Regions from separate parts of the Mus musculus genome. Here regions 1, 2, 3, 4, 5 and 6 are each linked to region 7. A link is a contact called in public HiChIP or PLAC-seq and promoter capture Hi-C data. All regions are on one chromosome and are shown on one strand. The core of a region is the stretch at or near the end of the contact, and the rest is flanking DNA. Distances in the headings are between cores, read along the strand shown. Region 1 holds the start of Gpr157 (G protein-coupled receptor 157). Region 2 holds the start of Slc25a33 (solute carrier family 25, member 33). Region 3 holds the start of Ubiad1 (UbiA prenyltransferase domain containing 1). Region 4 holds the start of Draxin (dorsal inhibitory axon guidance protein). Region 5 holds the start of Tmem201 (transmembrane protein 201). Region 6 holds the start of Srm (spermidine synthase). Region 7 holds the start of Dffa (DNA fragmentation factor, alpha subunit).

Region 1 (3,573 bases), core at 266-2,765, 980 kb before region 7:
CCTGACCCTGACCTGAGTTCTCGACAATCAAGACCACATCGAGTGACCTGGAGAGATGGTTGAGAGCATGGTTAAGAGAAGTGATTAAGAGCACTTCTTGCTCTTGTAGAGGACCTTGGTTCAATTCCCGGCACCCACATGATGGTTCACAACCATTTGTAACTCCAGTTCCAGGGGATCCGATACCCTCGTCTGACCTACGAGGGCGCCAAGTACACATACACGTGACACATACACATACATACATGCAGTCAGTTCACACACATAAAATAAAATGAATAAATCTTTTTTAAAAGCGTCTAAGAAAGTGCAGGTAATGGGGGCCTGAAGTTTATAAATGTCGTGAAAAGCTTAAAGAAGCATACCTCTGTGCATTTTACAGTTGGCACACTATCGTCTGAGAGTGGCTGGACGCACCACAACCACTGTGGTATAGAATTGGAAGCTGTGGGCTTTTAGGCCAGGGCAGCCACCTAACTCATCTTCTAGCCTGCAGACTGGAACTTCTCTCCATGGGCAGCAGAGACTGCCAGATCGCGGTGAAGTAGGAGGCAAAGGGCACAGACTGTCTCCAATTCCTTTCTAAATGGCAGACCTCTTCCTATGGGCAAGTTCTGCACCCACCCACACCTTGCTGGGAGATTCTGGCTGGGGCAGATACAGAGACCACCCTCTTCAGAGACGCTCAGACAGGTTTGGCTCCAACTTTTTGGGCAAGTTGGGCACCCTTCCATGGTTCGGGGATGCATGTGACTGCCAGTAGGACACACCACCTTGACACCTAGATAGGGAAAGCACGAATGCCACAGCACAGCACGCAAGGCCCGGGACCCATAAGCCTGGGTCTGGGGCCTGGAGGCAAAGCCGGGTCTCCTACTCACCTGATGAGGTGAAAAGCCCAGATTAGGTGGTCCGTGGAGGGCCCGCGCGTAGTTCGGACGATGCTGAGGTATAGGTAGAGGGCGATGGCCACCGTCCAGAAGAAGGAGCTGGTGTTGGCGAAAGTAGAGAGAGCGCCCTGAAGGACGCAATCCCACGAAGTGCCCGCAAAGTCCTGCAGCACTCCGTAGAAGTACGAGGCAGCCGAGAGCAGGTCCGCTAGCGACAGGAAGAGTAGCAGGCGCCGCGCCCGGCTACGCAGGTCAGGCCACAGGGCGTGCGTGGCCACCAGGAGGCCCGAGCCCAGAGCTGACAGCGCACACGACAGCAGCACCACCGCGCGCTCCCACGGCAGCAGCTCGGTGGGAGGCGCGGGTGAGGGCATGGTGGGTTGGGGACCAAGGGCAGACAGCCAGGGTGCACAGGCCTAAGGGTGCCGAGAGGTCGTGGCCAAGCCGAGCCCGCGGTCGCCTCTGTCTGGGCATTTGGCGCCCGGGCTCGCGTCCCCACGGGTCCCGCCTGCGTCCCAGCCCCGCCCAGTCTAACAACTACACAACAGCGGTCTCACCGCGGCGCCCTCCACTCCCTGTCCCTGAGCTCTACAATCCTACCCTGAGTCCTCCAGGTCCCTCCCTTGAGCACTCCACGCCCGCCCCTGAGCACTCTAATCTCGTCCCGAGTCCCCGCCCCTGCTGTCTCCAAGCTGGTAGCCCCTTCATGAGCTCTCCACACCCCGACTCTGTAACCCTGCGCGCTCTCCTCGCGTCCCGCCCCTGCACCCCGCCCCTGCGCAGTAACACATCCGAATCTGAAGCTCCAGCGCTCCGCCCCTGAGCTCTCCATGTCCCGCCCTGTAGCCCCAGAGCCCCGCCCAGCCTCCTTCAAGCTCCTCCCATGCCCCCCACTTGCGCATTGCTCCGCCCTGATGCTCTTTCAGCCTCAAGCTCAATCGCTTCTCCGCGTTTCCCCACGCCTCTGCGCCTCTACGCTTCCCTCTTACCTAGTACCTCCCAGTCCTGTCCCAATCGTTGCCTTCTGCCTCTCAGAGCCACTCTAGGAGGTTAGCAAATGGCCAGGACATCCTGTTCTGGGGGTTGGGGGGAGGCGGGGAGGGGAGAATGGCATTTTTAAGGCTAATGTTACTTTCCCCTGATCAGCCTGCTTACGTGTGTGTTGGGGAGGGGAGGGGTGGTTGCTGGAAACATTCTTTCCGATGGTGGCAAAAACAGGTCCAGAGCATGGCCTACATTCCTGAAGCTTGGGTACTCGAAATCTTCACAAGATCTGTGGTGGTGATTTGGGGAAGTTTCTAACTTTTGTTACAATGAAAGTATTGTGTTTTTGTGGGGCTGGGTGTACAACTCAGGACCTTACACATCCCAATGAAGTGCTCACCTACTGAAATATATATATACTTTTAGTTCCTTGTTTATTCTATATACCTTATTAGTGCTATTTTAAAAATACATTTTATCATTTTACGTGCGTGGATATTTTGTCTGCACGGATGTACCTGTACCATGTGTATGCAGTGCCCACAGAGGCTAGAAAAGTGCGTCAGACTCCCCACCCCCTGCACCATGTGGGGGCTGGATTCGAATCTGATCCTCTGGAAGAGCAGCAAGTGCTCTTAACCGCTGAGCCATCTCTCCAGCGCCAGGTGCGATGTTAAGGAATGAAACATTAGTGCCTATGAGATGGCCTTGAGTAATTGCCAGGGCAGAATAACACTGACAGTCTGAATTTGATTCTCAGGACGCACTTGGTGGGGTAAATTGTCATCTGACCTCCACATCTGACCTCCACACCTGTGGCTGGCGTACCCCCATACCCATAAATTTAAAAAAATGTAATTTTAAATATGTTACATGAAAAGAAAAAAGTAAGGAAGCATAGTTCCCAGTTTACAGAGGTTTTTTTTTTTTTTCTTGTTTGAACATTTTGTATTTCTTAGGGATGGAGATACTTGTGCAAGATCCAGCTTGCATATTCGATGGCCCACAACCACTTATGACTCCAGCTGCAGTGCATCCCATGGCCTGCTCTCTAAGGGCAAGGTACTCGCAAGCACATAAGTTAGTATGGGGGCACACACACACATAATTAATAATAATAATAATAATAATAATAATAAGGCCGGGAAGTAGTGGCGCACGCCTTTAATCCCAGCACTTGAGAGGCAGAGGCAGGTGGATTTCTGAGTTCAAGGCCAGCCTGGTCTACAAAGTGAGTTCCAGGACAGCCAGGGCTATACAGAGAAACCCTGTCTGGAAAAACCAAAAACAAACAAACAAACAAACAAATAAATAAATAATAATAATAAATTTTTAAAATGTATGTTTTATTGTCATCAACAATGGCCCTTTTAGCCCTACAAGTCACTGAGTTTTAGTACATTTATTAGTTTGTGCAACCACAGTAATGATTTAATCTATAGCATTTGCTCTCCCTCAAGTACTTGGGCTGGAAAGATGGGCCAGCAATGAAGAGCAGAGGGCTTAAGTTCAGGACCCACGAGGGCTAACAGTTGGTCACCTCTAGTTCCAGGGCATCGGACGCCCTCTGCTGTGCTCTCCTGGTACTACACACACAAGGCGCACAGGCATACATAAAATGCAAATAAGTAAATCTTGTTCTCTTTAAATGAGACAGAAAAGGAGTGGAACTAGATAGAAGGGGAGGTTGGCAGAACAG
Region 2 (3,339 bases), core at 788-3,287, 670 kb before region 7:
CAGCAATGGCTTTACTATAGAGCAATCACTGTGTTTGCAGGTGACTGAGCCTAGCAGTTGTTTCTAAGCAATGCCCACTATCAAATACAGATCTGCCGTGTTTGCTCACAGCTCGCCTCCTACTCCAGTTTCCCTCTGTGTACACACAGGACGTCTGGCAGCTCAGCCGGTTAAAGGCGGTGCTTCTCATCAGATGTGGGAGACGGAAGACAATGGGTTGGTGTGTTCTGCATCCGAATACTCTGGAAGGTAAAGGAGCAAAGGAGTGGCCTGTGGGGACAGCTTCCTCTCAGCTGCAGAGTTGGTGGGACACACACAGACCTGGAGTCCCTAGCAGGGGAGGGGGAAGGAAGGAAGGAAAGGATGAGTTCCAAGACTTGTCAGAGCTAGAAGTGTCAGAAGCAGAAGAAGGGAGAAAGTAAGAAAGAGGGAAGAGAGGGAGGGAGGGAGGGAGGGAGGGGAAGGGAGAGAGTATGAGTCAGTTTAGAAGCTGACATTAATGGCCTTGGTGCCTGTGCAGAATATAGAGTCACTACCAGGGCAGGGAACAGAAGAGACTGAGCAGGCTTGGGGGAGGAGTAGAATGATCAGTTCAATCTAGGACATTTGTTTATTAGTTCCCTGGGCAGTACTAGGTGGCAGGTACCGTGACAGGAACAATCTGTTAAGAACAACCATGAAGTGTAAAAACAAGGCCCCCCACTCCCATGGAGCTTGCATTCCAGAATGGGACAAACAGTTTGAATAAAACAGAGTGAGTACACGAGCCCACATGGAGTCACCGAAGCCATGTGATCAGGGTGCTGCCAGGGCAACCAGGCAAAGCCCAGCCAAGAGCCAGACCTGGAGGTAAGAAGATGCCAGGCTCACTGTGGCAGTGGTCCAGGATATTTAAGGGGAGGAGCGATCTGGGTCGCTCAAGTCCGAGCATCAGCGCACACAGTACAAAATTCACACTGCAAAATACATACCAAATATAATGCTATTTATAGAAAGATCAAGAACACACAAAACACTAAGGGTAGGCTAGAGGAGGGCAGGCTGTTTAGGTGACGTGTTTTTTTTTTTTTTTTCCTATTTAAGCTCAGAGCTGTGAGATGTAATATGTAATCACCATACATGTTTATACATGGAAATATTACAGAATGAAATTCTTAAAAAGATCGGGAGCTCAGGGTAAATGTACTTGCAGCCAAATCCGACAACTTGAGTCCAATTCCTGGGACCCGTGAGGCATGGTGGCTCATGCCTTCAATCACAGCACTCAGGAGGCAGAAGCAGGTAGATCTGTGAGTTTGAGGCCAGTTTGGTCTACACAGTAAGTTCCAGAACACCTAGAACTACACAGAGAAACCCTGTCTCAAAAAACAAGTCAATTCCTGGGACCTGCATGATGAATAGGCAAAACTGACTCCTGCAAGCTGTGCTCTGGTCTTCACCATTAGACAGTGGCATGTGTGAACCCATGACATCCCTTAAAAACACACAATAAAAACCACAAAAAACAGCTGGGTAATCTCAGCACTGGAGAGGCAGAGGCAAAAGGATCAATGTGACTTCGAGGTTATCTTGGTCTACATAGAAAGTTCCAAGGTGCTGGGTAGTGGTGGCGCACGCCTTTAGGCCCAGCACTTGGGAGGCAGAGGCAGGCGGATAAAATGTGAATTTGAGGCCAAGCTTGGTCTACATGGCAAGTTCCAGGCAGTCCAGGACTGCAATGTAAGACTGTCTTAAAAAAAAACAAATCACACACACATAAACATAATTTTAAAAAGAAGAAAAAGAAGAAGAGGTTTGGAGCATAGGGCATGGTTACACACTCAGTTTCCAGCCTCTGAGAAGGACCAAGCAGCTTTGACCAGTTTGCTGGTCATCCTCTTATTATCCTGAGCAGCCCTTCGGGGCCTGATCCCGCCCCGCGTTGCACGACCGCCACGCCCACATCCACCTGCCGTCCAATAGGCGTACGGGATCCGGGCCCACACCTCCGCCGCGCCGCGCCCCGCGACGTCACGGCCCGGCCTCCGCCACGTGACGGCCGCGCGCTAGGCTCTCTGCCTAGCGGCTGGAAAGCGCCGCAGAGGCCGCTGACTGGCCGGGCGCGACGCCGCGGAGGGAGCCGGGCGCCTGGGCCTCCCGCGCGCATGGGCGCGTCGGCGGCTGCCTGAGGAAGGCAGCGAAGCCAGCGGAGCTCAAGACCTCGCGCGTCCCACGAGCGGCTGCGGCGGGCCGCGGAGCCGGCGCGGCCATGGCGACGGGCACTCAGCAGAAAGAGAACACGCTGCTTCATCTCTTCGCCGGCGGGTGAGTCTGGGGCCCGAGCTGCTCTCGCCTCAGCCCCGGCCTTCTCCCCCTGCGTGCCGTGGCCTTGGGAATCCGCGTTTCCCGTCCGTCGCGGACTGGGGTGAAGCCAGGACGGGCAGCCCAGGAGGGTCGTGGCTTCGGCGTCCCCACCGCGGGGTCAGCCGGCACGGCGGCTTTCCACCCGGCGCGTCCGCGGTCCCATCCCCCACCCACCGGCCGCCTCTCGCCGTATTCTCCTTTTGAACAATTCCTGGCTGGTGTGACTGTCACCAGGGGCGATCGCGCCGAGCCCCTGTGGCTCCGGCCTCCTGGCGTTTTCCTGATCACGCTGCGGTCACTCACCGCTGCAGAGGTGCGGATGCTGGAGGTCCCGGGGCAGCTAGCCCAGGAGGTACTGCGCTGGGTCAGAGCTGCGGGCAGGTGTCGCAGGGCAGCCCGTGGCCTGCCCTGCGGAGTATGGGGGGTTGGGGGGGAACGGATGCTGGTCTGCACCACGTGGGACGGTAAATGGGGACCTCGGAAGGTTGGTCAGTGCTAATCGATCCTAAAGCACCTTTCAGTGATTTTCAGTGGAGGAACACATCATGATAGGAGGATACAACTAGGAGCTGAATTAACCCCCTAAAAAAACGAAAGTTTGGGGTTTTCTTTTTTAAATAGTATTTTTCTTTTCCTTTTGTCATAGCTGCTAGTGGCTTGGGACCCTTTTGGTGCTGGTTTTTCAAACTATCTATGGAGCTGTGTCCCCAGCCCTGGGGTCATGAAGAGCTCTTTGAGATTTAGCCCAGCTATTTAAGTTTTACATAACATGCAGCGTTTTTCCTGTGTTATCATCTTCACTTGAGAACTATAACTGGACCTAAACAGTTCCATATACTAGAAAGTAATGGTTAATGAAAGGGTTATCCAGAAAATAACGGTGATGAAAGGGTTTCTGGTGCCTTGGTCCTTTTACCTGGCAGGCTGGCAGTACCTTTCACCCGTCAGATAGCTTTAATGGTTGTGCCTAGGCAGGAGGAATTTCTTGTTCATCCA
Region 3 (3,631 bases), core at 1,030-3,529, 660 kb after region 7:
GGTAATTAAGGAAATAAGGTGTTCCTCTAAGTTGGCTGTTCTTCACTATGTCTAACTTTTATTTTTTATTTTTAAGACAGTGCCTTGCTGTACATCCCTGGATGGCCTAAAACTTGCTATGTAGAGTTCCAGGTGAGACTGGCTTTCAAGGGAATGAAACGGGTGCAGCAAAGAAACCAAAATAGCTGCTCCATAGGTGAAAAAAGAAAAAGTTTATTTCCAACTGCCAAGGCTGTCTCGGGAAAGCAGAGAGAAGCTATGGGGGTGGGGCGGGCTGGGTCGGGCTGGGTCGATGGATGGTCTCTATGATCTGGATGGATGCTATCTGTGATGGGGAAGAATGGACCTCCAGGGTTACATGGGACTGTGTACCTGGGGGAAAAGGAGCCCTTGAGCTGCCATGGAGACTCTTGAGTAGGGTCTGAGGGAGTCTAGAGGCTAACTTCTCACCTTAGTCATATGTTAATGGAAGCCCTCAGATTTATAAGAATGACCCCTTTTAGCAATTAGGAACTATGTCTTCAAGCTCCTGGAGGAATGCTGGGTTTTGTCTAAATGCCAGACAAAAGACATAAAAGGAATTTCTTAGGGCCTCCTATTTGTGACCTGTCTCTGACTCCCACCCCCCACCATGCCCCTTCTTCCACTGCTGGGATTACCAAGTGTTCACCTCCTTGCCCAGCCTCAACTTGTTTTTTCACTGTTTGTTTTGTTTCCGGTGTTTTGAGATAGGGCCTCACTATGTAAACTGGACAGTCCCTCAACTGTCCTGGAACTCACTATGTAAACCAGACTGGCCTTGAACTGACCGATCCTCTTGCCTCTGGAGTGTTAGACTAAAAGGCATGTGCCACCTTGCCTGGCCTAACATCTGTGTGGGTTTTTTGTGGTTTTTAATTTTTCCTGATCATTTATTTTTTAAAATTCACTTTACATCCCCATCGCAGCATCCCCTCCCTCCAACATTTCAACTCTCGTTGAGTACCAGCTGTTCTTTCACAGGACTCAGGGGCAGTTCCCACGTTAGGATGTTCACAAAAGCCTGCAGGGTGTAGGGTTGGGATGTAGCTCAGATAGTAGATTATCTGCCTAGCATGTGGAATCCCCAGCACCCCATAAAACCAAGTGTGGGTGAATGCTTGTAATTCCAGCACTCAGGGAGTTGGAGGAGATTCAAGGTTGGATCAAAATTTCAAGGTCATTATGGGCTACATTGCCAATTTCTAGCCAGCCTGAGCTATATAGGCCCCTGCCATTTTATTATTGGATTTTTTATGAATAGGTGTTTTGCCTGTATATATGTATATCTAGTGTGATCTTCTTGCATGTATGCATGCCTGGTGCCTTTAAAGGCCAGAATAGGGGGTCAGATCCCCTGGAACTGGAGATACAAGCAGTTGTGAGCTCTTGGGGGTGCTAGGAATCAAACCCTGTTCTTTGGAAGGGCAGCTAATGCTCTTAACCGCTGAGCCATCAGTCCTGGCCCTGTCTCCAGAAACAAAGCAAAAAACCATGTAGGTCTTTACATCTTAGTACACAGAAAGCTTCCTACTTCTTTTTCTTCCAGCTATACATACATGTTCCATCACATAGTACCGCATTTTCTTTTCCAAGCTCTTGGCTTATGAACACTTCTCTTTTCTTCTTTCGGTCTCTCCTCTCTTCCCTTCCATTTCCTTTCCTTTCTCCTTCCCTTCCCTCTTCTCCATCTCCTTTTTGCAGGGTGGTGGTGGCACACACCTTTAATCTTACTCAGCTCCTGGGAGGCAGAGGCAGGTAAATCTGAGTTCGTGGCCAGCCTGGTCTACAGCGTGAGTTCCAGGACAGCCAGGGCTACATACACTGAGAAACTTTGTCTTGAAAACCGAAAACCAAACAAAAAGATAATCTCACGAAGCTTGAGTTGGCTTCAAACTCACTATATAATAAGGGATGTCCTTGAATTCTCTTCCTGTCGTCGTCTCCCAAGTTCTAGGGCCATAAGGATGCACCACCAGCCCAGCAATGCGCACAATACTTTCAACGTAGGATGTATTGGGGTAACCACAAATGAGTCTTATTTCTTATTTCAGTAAGTGAACCTGCCCAGTATAACGCAAAGCGACACGCCCTGAAATCCCAGGAGGGCTAAACAGCTGCTTCTTTCCAGTGACTTGCTTTTAGCTAATTTGTTGAACCTGGGCTCTGGCCTTTGACCACACCCCTCTCCGACCACGCCCCTCGCCGGCCTTCACCGGGCCCTGCCCGCCCCAGGTCCGAGTTTCCGGGCCGGCCTCCTGAGGCCGACGCACAAGATGGCGGCGCCGTCCGCCCGATAGGGGTTGCGGGCTGAGGCGGGTTATTGAGTTGTGGCACGGGGGAAGCGACCCCAGACAGGCTTCGCTCAGGTGACAGGTGGGCGGGCAGCGCCGCTGGCCCCGTGGCGGTGCATGGCCTGGTTGCTGTCTTCAGTTTTCCCCGCCTCCCAAACCCTGACCGGGGGCGGAACCAGAGAAAGGTCAGGCCAGGCTGTCCCGCCTGTCTCCGTCCTGGGGCGGTCCCCTTGAGTGGCTCACTTTTAGAATTGACTTTAGCCACGTGTAGCTTCCATGGCTGCGGTACAGGCCCCGGGGGAGAAGATTAATATCCTGGCAGGAGAGACAGCCAAGGTCGGGGACCCGCAGAAGAACGAATGGCCCGAGCAGGACAGGCTTCCCGAACGATCCTGGAGGCACAAGTGCGCCTCCTACGTGTTGGCCCTGAGGCCCTGGAGCTTCAGTGCCTCACTCACCCCTGTGGCCCTGGGCAGTGCCTTGGCCTACAGGTCTCAGGGTGTCCTGGATCCCAGGCTGTTGTTGGGTTGTGCAGTGGCTGTCCTGGCTGTACACGGGGCCGGCAATTTGGTCAACACATACTATGACTTTTCCAAGGGCATTGACCACAAAAAGAGTGATGACAGAACTTTGGTGGACAGAATTCTGGAGCCCCAGGATGTTGTTCGATTTGGAGTCTTCCTCTACACCTTGGGCTGCGTCTGTGCTGCTTGCCTCTACTACCTGTCCGCTCTGAAATTGGAACACTTGGCTCTCATCTACTTCGGAGGCCTGTCTGGCTCCTTTCTCTACACAGGAGGTAAGAATTGGCCTGTTTCCTGCTCTAAGGTCCCAGTTGCCTAAACTGGAAACTGCTACCTTCCATAGGAATGGTAGACGTGTCAAAGACGCCTTACTAAAGTAGGCCACTTGACTGGAAATCCAAAATGTGTGTATCGTGGATACTTTGAAACCTTAAGTTGTGAAAATACTGGTTTGGCAGTGGATTATGAACACTGCTCCCCCGATGGAGACATGGCTTAGCCTTTAAGATCTCTTACTGTGGGCTGGAGACCCCCCTACAGTTGGCTTAGTGGTTAAGAGCACAGGCTGCTCTTCCACAGGTCCTGAGTTCAATTCCCAGCAACCACATGGTGGCTCACAGCCATCTGTAATGGGATCTGATTCCCTCTTCTGGCATGCAGGCTTACAGTGCAAACAGAGCATTCATGTACATAAAATACAGAAATAAATAAATGTTCATACTTACCTGGCAAGGGAGATGCCATGATCTCAAAGGTGGTTTTCCTGGCCAAGACTTCTCTATTGTACTCCAATAT
Region 4 (3,452 bases), core at 377-2,876, 970 kb after region 7:
GCATCTACTGGCCATGCACACCAGGCTACTGCCCAATCCTTGAAGAGCCCCCCTCCCTGCTTACTACTTCCTCCCCTAAGTCCAGTCTCTTTTCTGCTACAGTTTCTAACTGTTCTGCCTGTATTTTTGTTTGTTTGTTTGAGATAAGATCTCTCTCAAGTCCTGGAACTCAGTGCTAGGAGCCTGCGAAACTGACTTTGCTTTTACTCTATTGCAGTCTATTCTCTCGAGTTTGAGTTGTGTCCAGTAGGTACTCACAGAAGCAGTTTTAGCACCTAGCTTCTCACCAAGCTGTTCTGTGCCGGCCATGGTCATGTGATAGCTTCAACAATGGCAATGGTTTAATTTCCCTGGAGCCTCTTCTGCGGGCTGGGAGGTTCAGGACATTTTTCTTACACAGACCTCTGCCATTAAGCCTTTAATCCAGAGTTCCATACAATGACCCACTCGAAGAAATTAATTTGCCTTAGGTTATCCTTTGGCACTGGAGGAGGAATCTTGCCTGATGCGGAACTGCACTACCAAACCTCTAAGCCACAGTTTGTCACACTGGAAATGGAAGCCTCCCCTTCTTCCCACGTGCCAGGTCCGCCCCATTACTCTTTGATCTTTGCAATGTCGGCGGCCCCATTGACCCCGTTGTGAGTTATGGGGGCCGTGGGACCCGTAACCCAACATTCCCGGACTCCCAGGGTCGGCAGGACACCCCGCACGGTGATGGATGAGCCGCCTCAGGGCTGGCTGGCTTTGTCCGGATTGGGCTGGGCTGAGTAGCGCGCGCAAGGCCGGTTAGGGACAGGAGAGTGGCAAGAAGCTGACTCTGTGTGTGTGTGTGTGTGTGTGTGTGTGTGTGTGTGTGTGTGTGTGTGTGTGTGTGTGTGTGTGTGTGTGTGTGTGTGTGTGTGTGTTAGGAGGGAGGTGAAACGAAGGCACAAGTGTGCCATAGGTACCTAGGTGAGGTCCGACCACTCTTTGAGGTTCTCGCGCACACCCCTTTAGTACAGGGACTTCTGAGAACCTCCCCCACTCCGCGCACTTTCTCAGGCTACAAAGGCCTCGCCGCTGTCGGTCCCGCCTTCCCTGCCGCGGGCATTTCTTCCGTCCCATTTGACAGCCTAGGCGGAATAATCCTTTTGGGGACCCCGCCGGCTCCTGCCCCGCCAGACGCAGCCGCAGCTGAACTCACAGCCTGAATCTATTGTTGGGGGGAGGGGGTCCGCCAGGGACGCCCTGCCGCTGCCCTTTGTCCCCCACACCCCCCCACACACACACGGGGCCACTCCAGATGCGCCACCGCTGCCCGGCGCCCCTCCCGTCCCACGCGCCCCGGGGCCTCGCCGAGGTGGGTTTTACGCACCCGGAGGAGCGGGCCCGCCTCGCCCGGTGCCCACACGGCCGCGGGGCTGCGCTCGCCTTTGTCTGCCTCCTTTGTCTGCCCCGCGCCCTGGCGGCGGCGCCAAGGCCTCGGGGGAGCGGGCGGCGATCGGCGAGCGCAGCTGGCTAGGGCGCAGCGCCCGCAGCGCACGGGGCTTGGCCAGGCCAGGGGCTGGCCCTCGGCGGGAGGTCGCGGAGCTCCGCGGCCCCTCCTACGTCCCCTCCCTGCGCGCCGTCCCCGCCCCTCGCTCACTCCCTCCTTCGCAGCCCGAGCAGCCTCCTGCCACCCGTGCACCTCTCCCTCCGCCCTCCGCTGCGCTCCACTCCCGCAGGCGCTCGGCCCTGAGCCCTCGGTCCCCTCCCCGTCCGCCCGACAGGTAAGGCTCGGCTTGGCTCGGCCCGCCCCCGGCCCCGCCCATCGCTCACCTGGTGGACCACCCTGACCACGGTCCGCAACCTGCTGGAAGGGAGGATGCTCTGCTTCCCTCTTTGCCCTCTGACTGGCGTGTCTGTCTGTCTATCCGCCTAACTCTTGTCTTCACTTCGCACCTGGTGTCCCCTTGCCTCCCGGCTCTGTGTCCCGCTGCCTGATCTGCTTCCTGGCACCGAACTGGACACTCACTTTTTCGTGCTTTGTGGCACTCTGCCTCGCGTGCGCCCTTGCTGCTCTTTCGGTGTACCGGGTCCTCCGCACTAGCCTTCTACCTTTGGGACCCAGTGTCTTTTTGTCTCTAACTCTGGGTGGTATCTCAGATCGAGGACTCGTCTATCACCATTGGAAGAAGTCTCCAGAGACTGCCTGAGTGGGGGCAAAGCTGACCAGGGCGCCTCTGTCCCTTTCAACGACGCCCCCCGGAGGCTGGGTGTGTTCGGGACGCTAAACTCACCCAAAACTGGCATAGCCTGGCCTCACATTTTTTTTCCCCATTGGGGCTGGACTAGTGTTTGCTTTACGCCTCGAGGGCACCTAGTTCCATTCTCTGGGATGGCTTGGGCTTTTCCCACCATGAGGCTTTTCAGACACAAGGGCTCAGCTGCCTTCCGGAGCCAGAGCTTGTGTTTAAGGAGTGAGTGTTCCTGGGTTTCCCTAACAAGTTTTGTCTGGGCATCTCAGCTGGGTACTCTCTTGGCCTTCACTCTTTCAGGCAGTGACCCTTGCTACTGCTGCTTGTCCCTTTAGTCCATCACCCCAGTCTGGTAGCAGACAAGATGTTCTCAACTGGTTTGTTGCTGTCACTCTAGGCTTGGGGCTCTGGAAGTAAGCAGTCTTACACAAAGGAGTGTAGGTCTGAGCCTTAGTGTCTCCGTCATAAAACAGGGACAATAGGATCTACCTGTAGGGATGAGAGAACACTCCTAGGTACTTTCGCGGTGCTGGTGGTGACAAGAGAGGGACTCTACAGTCCCTGGTTGAGGTGGGGGGTGGAGGTCCACAGCCTGTCACAAAGTCCAGGCTTAGAGACCTTGCCACCATCCAAAATCCTATTCTCTGTACTTTCCCTGTCTTATCCTCACACTCAACACACATCCCCTGCCTGTGCATACAACCAGCCACAGTGACAGTGACCTCTCCCTCTGCATGAACAAGGTGGTGTGACTGTATAGGTGCTACCAATGCCCCAAGTGCATTGGAGGTGTCTGAAGCACTCATCCCAGCTGTGGACCTCTCTGTCTTGCCCCCAAGCCTCCTCGGTCCATGATGTCAGCTGTGAGCTGAGGTATTTGCCTCCTTCTGGTGGATTGACTTGCCAAGCCCTGAACCTGCTTTTTAATCCCTCATCCTTCCCCCATCCATCCATCATCTGTGGTCCGACAGTGATATGGCACACAGAGCAAGGAGGGCAGCTTCTGGAGATGCAGCCTTCGATCAGTAGGCTGGGTGGGGGCTCCCAGGCTGTTTTTGTTTGAGCTGCAGCCTGTGTTGCAATGAGGCAACAATGAAGATGGGGGCCTTCCCCATTCAGGCCCCTGCTGCTGCTTGTTACACAAACCCAGCTGTTACCATTCTAGTCTCCCCAACATCTCTGTTCTTGCATCCTCTGGTTGCAGCCTTGTGCAGGAAACCAGCTCAGCAGTTT
Region 5 (3,507 bases), core at 97-2,596, 630 kb before region 7:
GCCCACAGAGAACTTGATCTTAAAGACACTCATAGGGGCTGATGAGATGGCTCAGCAGGTAAGAACACCCGACTGCTCTTCCTGAAGGTCCTGAGTTCAAATCCCAGCAACCACATGGTGGCTCACAACTATCCGTAATGAGATTTGATGCCCTCTTCTGGAGTGTCTGAAGACAGCTACAGTGTACTTACATATAATAAATAAATAAATCTTTAAAAAAAAAGAGACACTCATAAAATTGTGTGTGTGTGTGTTGGTGGGGTATTCTACAGAAACATAGTATGTAATTAGAGATAAACTTTTTTTAGATTTTTGTTTTTGTTTTGTTTTTGTTTTGTTTTTCAAAACACGGTTTTTCTGTGTATCAGAGTCCTGTCTGTCCTGGAACTTGCTCTGTAGACCAGGGTGGCCTTGAACTTACAGAGATCTGCCTTCCTCTGCCTCCCAAGTACTGAGATTAAAGGTGTGCACCACCATGCCCCATAATTTTTTGACCTTTTTTTTTTTAAAGAAATCAAAGGCTTGTGCCACAACATCTGCCCAACCTGGTATAAATATTTCTTGCTAGAGATGTTTTGTTTTATTTTGTTTTGTTTTAGGACAGGACCTACCTACTAGCCCATGGATTGCCTGATGACCTGGAACTCACTGTGTAGTCCAAGCTGACCTCAAATTTACAAAAATCCGCCTACCTCCACAGGGATTAAAGGCGTGCATCACCAAGCCTCAGTGAGTTTTTCTTGATCCCTAATTTAGCTCACGTAAATGCTGAAGCACGCCTGTAAGTGGCTCTTCCCTCCATCTCACTCCCCGAGGTAATCTATTTGAAGTGCACAGACTTCATCAAACTTGGCAACTATGAAAATCATCTACATTCGACTAAAGAAAAAAAAAAGGATAATCCCTTCAGGACCAATCCCCCCCCACACACACACACACCTTAGCCATTCACTCTAATGGCTGCATTATGTTCCGAAACATGCTATCCTGTGATTATTTAACCTCGTTTCCGTCTTTGGACGTTTGTGTTTGTGCAAGCTAATTTTCAACCACTGTGGCGTCTGAAGCGGCACAGACCGACTTTAGCCCAACGCCAGGAAAGCAGGACTAAGTGGAGAAAGCATTGGCAAGGATTAGCGTTAAGGTAGCAGCACTAGGACCTGCAAATGCATGCGTGCGCAGGCTGCAGGCGCAGGCGGGACTCCTTCCAGCTCTAGAGAGTGGCTTTGCAACTGTGGACGCTGGGGGGCGCGTCCGAGCCAGTGCCGAGGGCTTCCGTAGGCGCCCCGCCCACTCAGGCTCGCCCCGCGCCGCGATTGGCTGCGCGGCGGGAGCGCGCCGAGTCAAGGGGCGGGCTCGCGCCGGCTACAAAGCGGCGAAGGTCACGGCGCGAGCTGGAGCGCGCGGGCCGCTGGGAGTCTCTTTTGCGGCCCGCGCCCCTTGCCCACCGACTCGGCCCGGAAGCCATGGAGGGAGTGAGCGCGCTGCTGGCTAGCTGCCCCACCGCCGGCCTGGCGGGCGGCCTCGGGGTCACGGCGTGCGCTGCCGCCGGCGTGGTGCTCTACCGGATTGCGCGGAGGTGAGTGCGCGCCCCGCTGCACGCGGCCCGGGCCGCCGCCCCGCCCCCGCGAGGCCACGGCGGAGTCCTAGGGGCGGACCAGGCCTGCTCGCGAATGCGGGACGCATTCTCCGCCACCGCCTTTGCCCTCACCCCCTAAAAGCCTCGTCGGGGAGCAGCCGCCGACCGTGGCTGGGGGAGGGGGCTGCTGCTTGCTCCTCCCTTCGAGGCCCGTGCTCCTGGCTGGACTGCCCTGCTGGGCCTCTGCCGCCCATCGGTTAGGAGGATGAGAGCTGGCGCTTGATGGTCTGTATGCGATAGCAATAACATTCCTCGCGTAAGCTTTCCCCCGGAGAAGCCTTGGAGCTGAGTACTTAGAAGGCACGTGTGAGCAGTAGCAGCCTGAGGCAGGAGCCTGCGCTCCACACATTTAAGGAACTTGTCCACTCAGAGGTGTACGCTGTACTCCTTGGACACATGTCACGGATGGGCTTTGGGATCAATACCCTGGCCTGTCATGGCTCAGAGACCACGCAGACCCCAGTACTCCAAGCTTGCCGTGGTCAAACCCCAGAATGGAGTCGTTTCTCCAGCAGCGTGAAGGAATAGCTCACCTGATCACATTTCCCGAGGATAGGAACATACACGCATTCGTGGGAGCCTCTTTGGGACAGCCGGGGATGTGCAGTGCTCGGGACTTGACCCTAGTCGCTGGATGACAAGGAGCTATGGTTTGAACTGGCAATCAGGGTGATAGGTCGCCCTCCTTAACCCTGCATTTCTTCTGCAGGAGAGGGCAGGCAAAAGTTGTTAGAGGTAGGTGAGTCAGCGGCACCTAAGGAGGGGATGGATGTCAGCTGTGTTTGAAAGAGGGGGCCACATCCCGGGGGGCTGAGAGAGTGCCTGACTCTAGATCTCAACCCAAGCTTCCTGTCTTGTTCCCACCCAGTTTTTGGGAGTCAGAGGGACCGCTTAAGATCAGCCAACCCAAAGCAGTCCCTCGTTACCTGGGCCTAGGGGAGCCTGGGCAGTCTGTTCATGTGCCAAGCAGAGCTTGTCCCAAAAGCCAGGCATCTCCTGGCTGCCTCTGCCAGCTCAGGGCATTTGGCCAAAAGAGCAGAGTGGGACTTGTTGTGGCCAGGACTGGCTGCCTGTCACCCTTCCTGTCCTGCCAACGAATGCCTTGCCTCTGCTAGAGACAGGAATCTGAGTTCTTGGTGAGGTGTGTGTGGGACATGTATTTCTTTTTGTTGTTGTTTTTTTTGTTTGTTTGTTTGCTTGCTTGTTTTTTTCGAGACAGGGTTTCTCTGTGTAGCCCTGGCTGTCCTGGAACTCCCTCTGTAGACCAGGCTGGCCTCGAACTCAGAAATCCACCTCCTCTGCCTCCCAAGTGCTGGGATTAAAGGCGTGCACCACCACGCCCGGTGGGACGTGTTATTTCTTTCAGGAGCAGCCAAAAACCCCTTCATGCTTTTTTCATACTGACACCAGACTGTGAAGGTTTGGACCATGTTTGGACTACTGCTGCTGATTGGTCAGAGCACGGGGTCTCGGGTGACTGTCTTTATGAGGTCTGGGTTTCATGTGCAGGTGAATTGGCCTCTCACAGTTCTGAAGCAAGCCTCACTTAGCAAGAGGCTGCAGCTTTCTTTCCCCTTCCCTGGAGGGGAAGCTGTGGCAGGCAGGAATCAGCTGTGGTGAAGAATGGGGGTTGAATATGCCAGAGGAGGGCCTGCAGGAACTTGGTTTTGGAAAGCCTTTAGGGGAGTGGGTGTTTTCAAGCTAATCACAGAGATGGCATAGGGCCAGGCTTTGGGAGCCGTGTGAAGAAAATGTTTCTGCGTTCAGGTCAGCCCTTCCTGAGTTTTAAAACTGGCCAAAGTGGTTGCAGAGAAGTTATCTAGAGCCCAAAGCCAGCCACCCCGCCACCTTACCCATGGAGTTTTCTT
Region 6 (3,182 bases), core at 616-3,115, 510 kb after region 7:
AAAGCCATCGCCCACGTGGAGAGTCAGCTTTGAGCTGGAGAAGCCAACGGCCATGCCAGGCAGGAACTTCTTAGAGACTTCAATGACATCCTGAAGAGGGGGGAGAGGAAGGGCTGGGCTGGACTAGAGGCTGGGGACTCCTGGTGGGGTTTCTTTGGACAAGTCTTCTCTTTTGAAAACCCTTTCCCCCAGATCTACACCACCTCAGCTCTTCATGGTTTTCAGGCCTCAACTCCCTGCAGACCAAGTCCCATCTGAGCTTCTGCATTTTTGAGAGATGGTCTCAGATAACTCACGCTGGCCTCAAACTCTTGATCGTCCTGCTTCTACCCAAGTGCTGGGGCTGTAAGCATGCGTGGCTGCACACTTCCTATCAGCCTGTGTTCTCCATATCTTTTATCCCTGTCTGGCCTCATCATGTCATGCTGTGTTATGGTGTCTTCTCCAACCCAAACACCAGCTCTACACTCAGGGGCTCACCTGTCCATGGCCGTATCAACCCAGCACCTTGGGTAACACTCAGCATACAGTAAGTGCTCACTAAAACCATGCTGGGTCTCAAGGGGAGATGCCATAAGTTGTTGAGCTCTCTGGCTCTGCCTGGGCTCTGAAAGCACTAAGAGTTAACATCCATGGTGTGGTGTGTGCCAGGCCTTAACAATCTGGTTTTCCTACTGAACCCTCTTTTCAGACTGAGGAAACAGGGCAGGGATGGTAAGAACATTGCGCCTCGGGGTGCAGAGTCAGGATGGGACAGAGCTGACTCTGGTGACTCAAATCCAGGCCTCCTGGACTGCACCCACCTCATCAATCTCGCACTGGACCACCGACTCCACAGAGGGGTGCTTCACCACTTCCCGTAGGACGCCCCCATCTCCACCCCCGATGATCAGCACCTGGGCCAGGGAAGGACAAGTCAGGACTGAGCAGGCCCACTCCCACAGAACCTGATCTTCCCAGCTACAGGACTCTGAGTCATTCTCTACTCTCCAGAACGCTTCTGTGCCACGGGGTCCTTCCTGGCAGCCTGGGTTCCCCTCTCGGGGCTTCTAAGGAGACCAGCTCTCCCAGGAGCTCTATTCATCCTGACCGACCCGCATTTTCTGACAGTCATCTGGGTAGCATCTGCCCCCAAACATCCTCACCTAGTGTCAGCCCGACATGCTTTTCTAGGACCCCGAGCTCAGGGCTGAACCCAGGGGCAATGCGGTACCTTCCGCGGGTTGGGGTGGCTGCAGAGCGGCAGGTTGGCGATCATCTCCTGGTAGGAGAACTCATCCCTCTCAGTACACTGGATGACGCCATCCAGAACCAGCACGTTGCCGTAGGTTTTACTGCGGGCAGAGACAGTCGGGGACGTGGGTCCTGGGACACTGGGAGGTTAGGTCCCTGTCCTCCCTGGGCGTGCACGTGGCCGCCATGGGGTCCAGGGGTGGGCATTCGGGGTGACACGTGGCAGGCGAGCCACGTGTGGGGGCTGGGTGGGTCCCGGGGTCCCCTCGGCTGACGTGTCCCGATAGTGACACGTGGACGCAGGGCCGGGCCCAGCGCAGAACTTCTGACAGCTGCACCGGCGCGCGGCGGGCCATACCTGCGGAAGACGAGGATGTCTTGGTACCGCGATCGCCGGTGGTGAAGCAGCTGCTCCACTTGCAGCGACAGGGCCTGGCCGGGCCACAGGCTGCAGGTCTCTCGGAACCAGCCCTCACGGATGGCGGCGGGGCCGGGCGCGGCTGGGCCGTCGGGGCCAGGCTCCATGGCGGGCGGGCGGGCCGACGGAGCGCGTAGCGGGTTCGGGACTGCAGGGCGCGCGGACCCCCCCCAGCACAACGTGACCAGCTCTGCCCGCTGCCCGCGCCGCAACCTAACCCGCTCGGGGGCGGGGCCTACGGAGGGGCGGGACCCCGGCTCTCCAATGGCGGCGTGGGCCGGCCCGCAGCTTCACCAGGAGTTCATTGGCTCCCCGGGCTGCAACTAGCAGTGATTGGTTGGGCCGTGCTGTCTGTCAGCCGCAGCAGGGTAGTGCGGCCGGCTGCCGGGCCACGTGGGGAGAGGCCCTGGCGGCGGGAGGGTTCCGGGGCGGGCCGCGCCGGCGCAGCGGTTCGAGGGCTGGGGCCCATCCTTGGACCCCCGTAGGGTTTGAGCAGATCGTGTCTAGTCTGGGCGCACATGGGACTTTTATTTACTTGCGAGGATTGTCGCGCCATTTGGCTACTTTGCTCCGGATTGTCAGCCAGGAGCGGGTGGCTGCAGAATAAGAATGGAGCTCTTTCTAAATTTACCAGCTGAGGCCCCGCACATGCATATTCAAAACCAAAAAAGACTGGCGCGGCTTTTTTTTTCTTTTTACAAACTGGGTCTTGCTCCTTGAAGGGTGGGAGGGAACGTGGCTGTTTTTATGAAAATGTCAAGGAACTTATCAGAATCACATTAAGCATGCTAATTACCGAATATTAAATGCTAATTGCTCCATACACAGTTTGAATGCCAAAGAAGGAAGACGAACCACGAATAAGCTATTCCTGACACGGTGTCAGGGACGGTTTCTGACTGATACTCAGCAGCCTCCACCTGGAGTGGGAGCATGTCCCCTTGTCATAACGCACAGCTGAAGGGCATGAGCTGTTGCTTGGAGCCCTGTCCCTGCCTTGGCTGACTTCAAGCTCGCAAACGGAGGGAGGGAGGGAGGTCTACAAAGTTGCTACCAGGGCATCCAGGGTCACAATGGCTCAGATGGAGATTCGTGTCCAGTTTTACGAACTTGACGGGGACAGCATGTGTTGTGTACATAAAAAGATAAAGAGGGGGGCTGGAGAGATGGCTCAGCAGTTAAGAGCACTGAGTGCTCTTCCAAAGGTCCTGAGTTCAAATCCCAGCAACCACATGGTGGCTTACAACCATCCGTAATGAGATCTGATGCCCTCTTCTGGTGTGTCTGAAGACAGCTGCAGTGTACTTACATTTAATAATAAATAAATCTAAAAAAAAAATTTTTTTTTTTTAAAAAGAAGCCGGGAGTGGTGGCGCACGCCTTTAATCCCAGCACTCGGGAGGCAGAGGCAGGCGGATTTCTGAGTTCGAGGCCAGCCTGGTCTACAAAGTGAGTGCCAGGACAGCCAGGGCTACACAGAGAAACCCTGTCTCGAAAAACCAAAAAAAAAAAAAAAAAAAAAAAAAAAAGA
Region 7 (3,531 bases), core at 214-2,713:
GAGCCCAGAAGCGGGTGTTGGATGCCCTGGAACTGGAGTACTAGAAGGTTGTGAGCCACCATGTGGGTACTAAGAACTGAGCCCAGATCCTCTGCAAGAGCAGAAAGCACTCTCAGCAGCTGAGCCATCTTTCCAGCATCCTCACATAGGAGGCATTTGAGTCTACATAAATAAGCATCCAACCAGAGGCTGGTCTGATTACAGTGGACGCGTAATGCTGTCCCTTGCTCATTTATTCGGTGGTAATCTTGAATTCTACACATCAAATGTCAGAAAACAAAAAGTAGGTGGTTTATTCTCTCTGTGGCTATCTTCTTTTGCAGTTCTTCTAGACTGAAGGAAACTACAGTATTGGCAGAAGCTTTACTCAGTGTCATTTCATTTATATTATTGCCAGGCAAGAGGCTTTCCATAAGGCTGTCATCACCCAAAATAGAACTGCCAGTCAGTCTGCTATAGGCTCTGCTGCAGAGAACAGAAGTCTCTGGGGCCAAGGACACCCAGCCAATGCAACTGAAGTGGCACTAAGCTGAACTAACCTTGTGCTGGGGTGAAATGCAAGCCTTGGTGTGACAGAACCCCTGTCACCAGATCAAACCCTGCTCCTGGGTCTCAGTAGCTAGCTCTCCGGAAGCGATGCACACCCTGGCACAGGTGAATCCGTGCCCGGAGCTAGCTGACATGAAAGACCTGCAGAACTTCTTTGAGTATCTCATTTGTTGCTACGGGCTAATAACGCTTGTAAGTAACCATTGAACAGACCATCTCACTTGAGAGTCCCAAGAATCCTTTGAAGCAAAGTTGAAAATACACCCACTACACGGCTGAGGAAACTAAGGGTCCAGAGATGGTTAAATGCAAAGTATAGTCAGGATCAGAACATGGCTCACGTTCCTTACTTGGACTCTAAGGGCAGGCACTGACAGCTCCCTTTTAATGGAATAGGTACTGAGTGCGGACTCCCATTCCCATCCCGTCGGGGAGCCCCAGTACCGCCTCTGTGAGCCAGAGTGGACAGAATACGCTGGACTCGGTTTGGTCCAAAATCAGGTCAATGAACCTGGACCTGCACAGTTTCCCGTCCCCTTCACGGCTCCTCTCAGTGTAGGTAAGTAAAAACGCCAGGAATCTGTCAATCACTGGACCCACGTGGGTCCCTGCAGTCCCTAGGCTCTGGGGTCACCTTCCCGACCCCGCCCGGTCCCCTCAGCAGCCAACCTTTGCTCCTCAGCTCCTCGAGACTGGAGGCTGCCACGCCGTGCTGATCGCGGCTGTGGTTGCGGCGTAGCAGACACGGTTTGAGAGGCCGGACATCGTCCGGGTCTGGGGCGCTGGCTCCCCGCGACAGCTCCATCCTCAAAGTGGGGACCTGGCGACTCTGGGAAATCCCAGGTAGCCCAGAGCCCCTTCCCTAAGCTTTGACAACCTTCCTCCCGCTGCCTGACGGGAGATGTAGTTCTCTCAGCAAGTTACGCGAGACCAAGGCACGCCGGGAGATGTAGTTCTAGTGGCGGCTAATCACGGGCGTTCCAGGGCACGACGGGAATTGTAGTTTCTGGGTTCAAAGCCAGGGGCGGGGGGGATTCAGTTTAGGGAAGTGGTCCAGATTGGAGATTTCTTTTTTTTCTGTTGTTTTCTTTCCCCTACCCTGTTACCTTCCCCTCCTTTTCTTCTCTAAAAGACTGTATGATGGAAAACCCGGGGTCTCATGTATGGTAAGCATAGTTCTACACTACATTGCCAGCCATATATTCATGTTTTTTTTTTTTCCTTTTTAAAGATTTATTTATACATAAGTACACTGTAGCTGTCCTCAGACACACCAGAAGAAGGCATCAGATCTCATTACGGATGGTTGTGAGCCATCATGTGATTGCTGGGATTTGAACTCAGGACCTTTGGAAGAGCAGTCAGTGCTCTTAACTGCTGGGCCATCTCTCCAGATGCATATTCATGTTTTAAGAGTTGCCATTGAACTGGGTGTTGTGGCTCAGGCCTTTAATCCTCAGGAGGCAGAAGGATCTTTATGAGTTCCAGGGCAGCCTGGTCTACATAGTGAGTTTCTACACAGCCAGAGCTACATAAAAGAGAAAATTGTGTGTGTGTGTGTTTGTGTGTTTTTCAGGACTGGTTTTGTGACTTTTGAAGTTTAAAGGATATGATTTACAAGCAAGTTGAAATATTAAGTAAACATTTTACATTAAGTTAAATAGCTGACAAGATAGCTTAGTGGGTAAAGGTGCTTGCTGCCAGTCCTTACACCCTGAGTTTGATCCCAGAGCCCAGCATGGTAGGAAAACAGATTTCCAAAAGTTGTTCTCTGATCACACAACCTGACATTTGTATGCATGCATGTATGCTCATGTGAACACATACCCCCCCCACACACACAAATGGTTGCTATGAAATTATTATTAAGTTTTTAAAAGGAGCTGGTTTACTTATGTTTCTTAAAATTTTATTTTTGTAACCCAGCATGCTGGTGAATACCTTTAATCCTAGCTCTTGGGAGGCAGAGGCAGTTGTATCTCATTGAGTTCAAGGCCAAGGAGAACAAGCCAAAGTTACACAAAGAAATTCCGTCTCTGGCTGGTGAGATGGCTCAGTGGGTAAGAGCACCAGACTGTTCTTCCGAAGGTCCAGAGTTCAAATCCCAGCAACCACATGGTGGCTCACAACCATCCGTAGCGAGATCTGACTCCCTCTTCTGGAGTGTCTGAAGACAGCTACAGTGTACTTACATATAATAATAAATAAATAAATCTTAAAAAAAAAAGAAATTCTGTCTCAAAAACCAAAATTAATTAATTTTTTGTTTTGTTTTGTTTTTCAAGACAAGGTTTCTCTGTTTAGCCCTTGCTGTCCTGGAACTTACTCTGTAGGCCAGGCTGGCCTGGAACTCAGAAATCTTCCTGCATCCCAAGTGCTGGGATTAAAGGCATGAGCCACCACTGCAGGATATTTTGAAGGAAGTCAGTTTTCAACATAGAACATTAATTTTCAGTCTTGCCAAAAATGCAATGTCCCATCAGAGAAAAACTTTAAAATATTTATTTTATTTTTTGTATTAAATTGTATTAAATTTATTTATTTATTGTATAAATGTTTTGTTTGCATATATCTCTGTGCACTACATACACATTTGCCCGGTACCTGCTGCTGAGATCAAAAGAAGACATGCCCTGGCCCTGGGGTCCTGGAAAGTTGTGAGCCACTATGTGGGTGGTGGGGACCAGACCCAGGCTTTTCTGCAAGAGCAGTGAGTGCTCTTAACTGATGAGCCGTCTACCAGCCAGCTCTCCTGAACTACGCAAAAAGGTTGCTAAATAGCAATAACAGGAGGGCATTGCTGTAGACCAGGGAGTTGTTTTAGACACCAACAAATTGAGCTAAAAATAAAAATACAGACTGGGGGTAGCTAAATGCCAGAACACAAGCCAGCCTGAACAAGACTTTAAGTTTGATTCCTAGGACTGTGGGCAAAAGACATTCATGTGAAGATTTCACATGACTGAAATAAAAATAAACTTT

The links. Promoter capture Hi-C pulls out the DNA fragments that hold promoters and counts their contacts. HiChIP or PLAC-seq counts read pairs in DNA pulled down with a chosen protein or histone mark. Capture Hi-C pulls out chosen DNA fragments and counts their contacts.
Region 1: a promoter capture Hi-C map of pre-B cells shows a contact between it and region 7, with 4 times the contacts expected there. The contact joins the promoter of Gpr157 here to the promoter of Dffa in region 7. A contact is called at or near these places in 2 of 39 promoter capture datasets (cranial neural crest and pre-B cells) and 1 of 9 other capture datasets (liver).
Region 2: a contact with region 7 is called in an H3K4me3 HiChIP or PLAC-seq map of bone marrow-derived macrophages, with 6 times the contacts expected there. The contact joins the promoter of Slc25a33 here to the promoter of Dffa in region 7. A contact is called at or near these places in 3 of 39 promoter capture datasets (cranial neural crest, embryonic stem cells and liver), 1 of 115 datasets of contacts at active chromatin or transcription factors (bone marrow-derived macrophages) and 1 of 9 other capture datasets (liver).
Region 3: a contact with region 7 is called in a promoter capture Hi-C map of pre-B cells, with 3 times the contacts expected there. The contact joins the promoter of Ubiad1 here to the promoter of Dffa in region 7. A contact is called at or near these places in 7 of 39 promoter capture datasets (the C10 cell line, cranial neural crest, erythroid cells and 4 more), 1 of 484 Hi-C or Micro-C datasets (pre-B cells) and 1 of 115 datasets of contacts at active chromatin or transcription factors (differentiating embryonic stem cells).
Region 4: a contact with region 7 is called in a promoter capture Hi-C map of pancreatic islet. The contact joins the promoter of Draxin here to the promoter of Dffa in region 7.
Region 5: a contact with region 7 is called in a promoter capture Hi-C map of pre-B cells, with 3 times the contacts expected there. The contact joins the promoter of Tmem201 here to the promoter of Dffa in region 7. A contact is called at or near these places in 6 of 39 promoter capture datasets (the 3T3-L1 cell line, the C10 cell line, HPC-7-derived erythroid cells and 3 more).
Region 6: a contact with region 7 is called in an H3K4me3 HiChIP or PLAC-seq map of forebrain, with 4 times the contacts expected there. The contact joins the promoter of Srm here to the promoter of Dffa in region 7. A contact is called at or near these places in 5 of 39 promoter capture datasets (cranial neural crest, frontonasal cranial neural crest, hippocampal neurons and 2 more), 8 of 115 datasets of contacts at active chromatin or transcription factors (craniofacial prominence, embryonic basal ganglia, embryonic forebrain and 5 more) and 1 of 9 other capture datasets (adipose tissue).

The regions. Positions count from the first base shown.
Region 1 is chr4:150,085,445-150,089,017 of GRCm38.p6, reverse strand. Gpr157 (G protein-coupled receptor 157) reads right to left here and starts at 1,515. Exons shown (of 4, transcript NM_177366.3): 1 at 882-1,515. The coding sequence starts at 1,264.
Region 2 is chr4:149,772,965-149,776,303 of GRCm38.p6, reverse strand. It overlaps Slc25a33 (solute carrier family 25, member 33), which reads left to right and starts at 2,037. Exons shown (of 7, transcript NM_027460.2): 1 at 2,037-2,304. The coding sequence starts at 2,249.
Region 3 is chr4:148,443,408-148,447,038 of GRCm38.p6, reverse strand. Ubiad1 (UbiA prenyltransferase domain containing 1) reads left to right here and starts at 2,279. Exons shown (of 2, transcript NM_027873.3): 1 at 2,279-3,111. The coding sequence starts at 2,589. It also overlaps the pseudogene Gm23303.
Region 4 is chr4:148,128,872-148,132,323 of GRCm38.p6, reverse strand. It overlaps Draxin (dorsal inhibitory axon guidance protein), which reads left to right and starts at 1,626. Exons shown (of 7, transcript NM_027426.3): 1 at 1,626-1,751. It also overlaps a transcript of Mad2l2 not described here.
Region 5 is chr4:149,735,907-149,739,413 of GRCm38.p6, reverse strand. It overlaps Tmem201 (transmembrane protein 201), which reads left to right and starts at 1,346. Exons shown (of 11, transcript NM_001284270.1): 1 at 1,346-1,579. The coding sequence starts at 1,467.
Region 6 is chr4:148,590,196-148,593,377 of GRCm38.p6, reverse strand. It overlaps Srm (spermidine synthase), which reads right to left and starts at 1,865. Exons shown (of 7, transcript NM_009272.4): 1 at 1,592-1,865; 2 at 1,214-1,334; 3 at 804-896; 4 at 1-90. The coding sequence starts at 1,758.
Region 7 is chr4:149,102,074-149,105,604 of GRCm38.p6, reverse strand. It overlaps Dffa (DNA fragmentation factor, alpha subunit), which reads right to left and starts at 1,463. Exons shown (of 6, transcript NM_001025296.2): 1 at 1,219-1,463. The coding sequence starts at 1,354.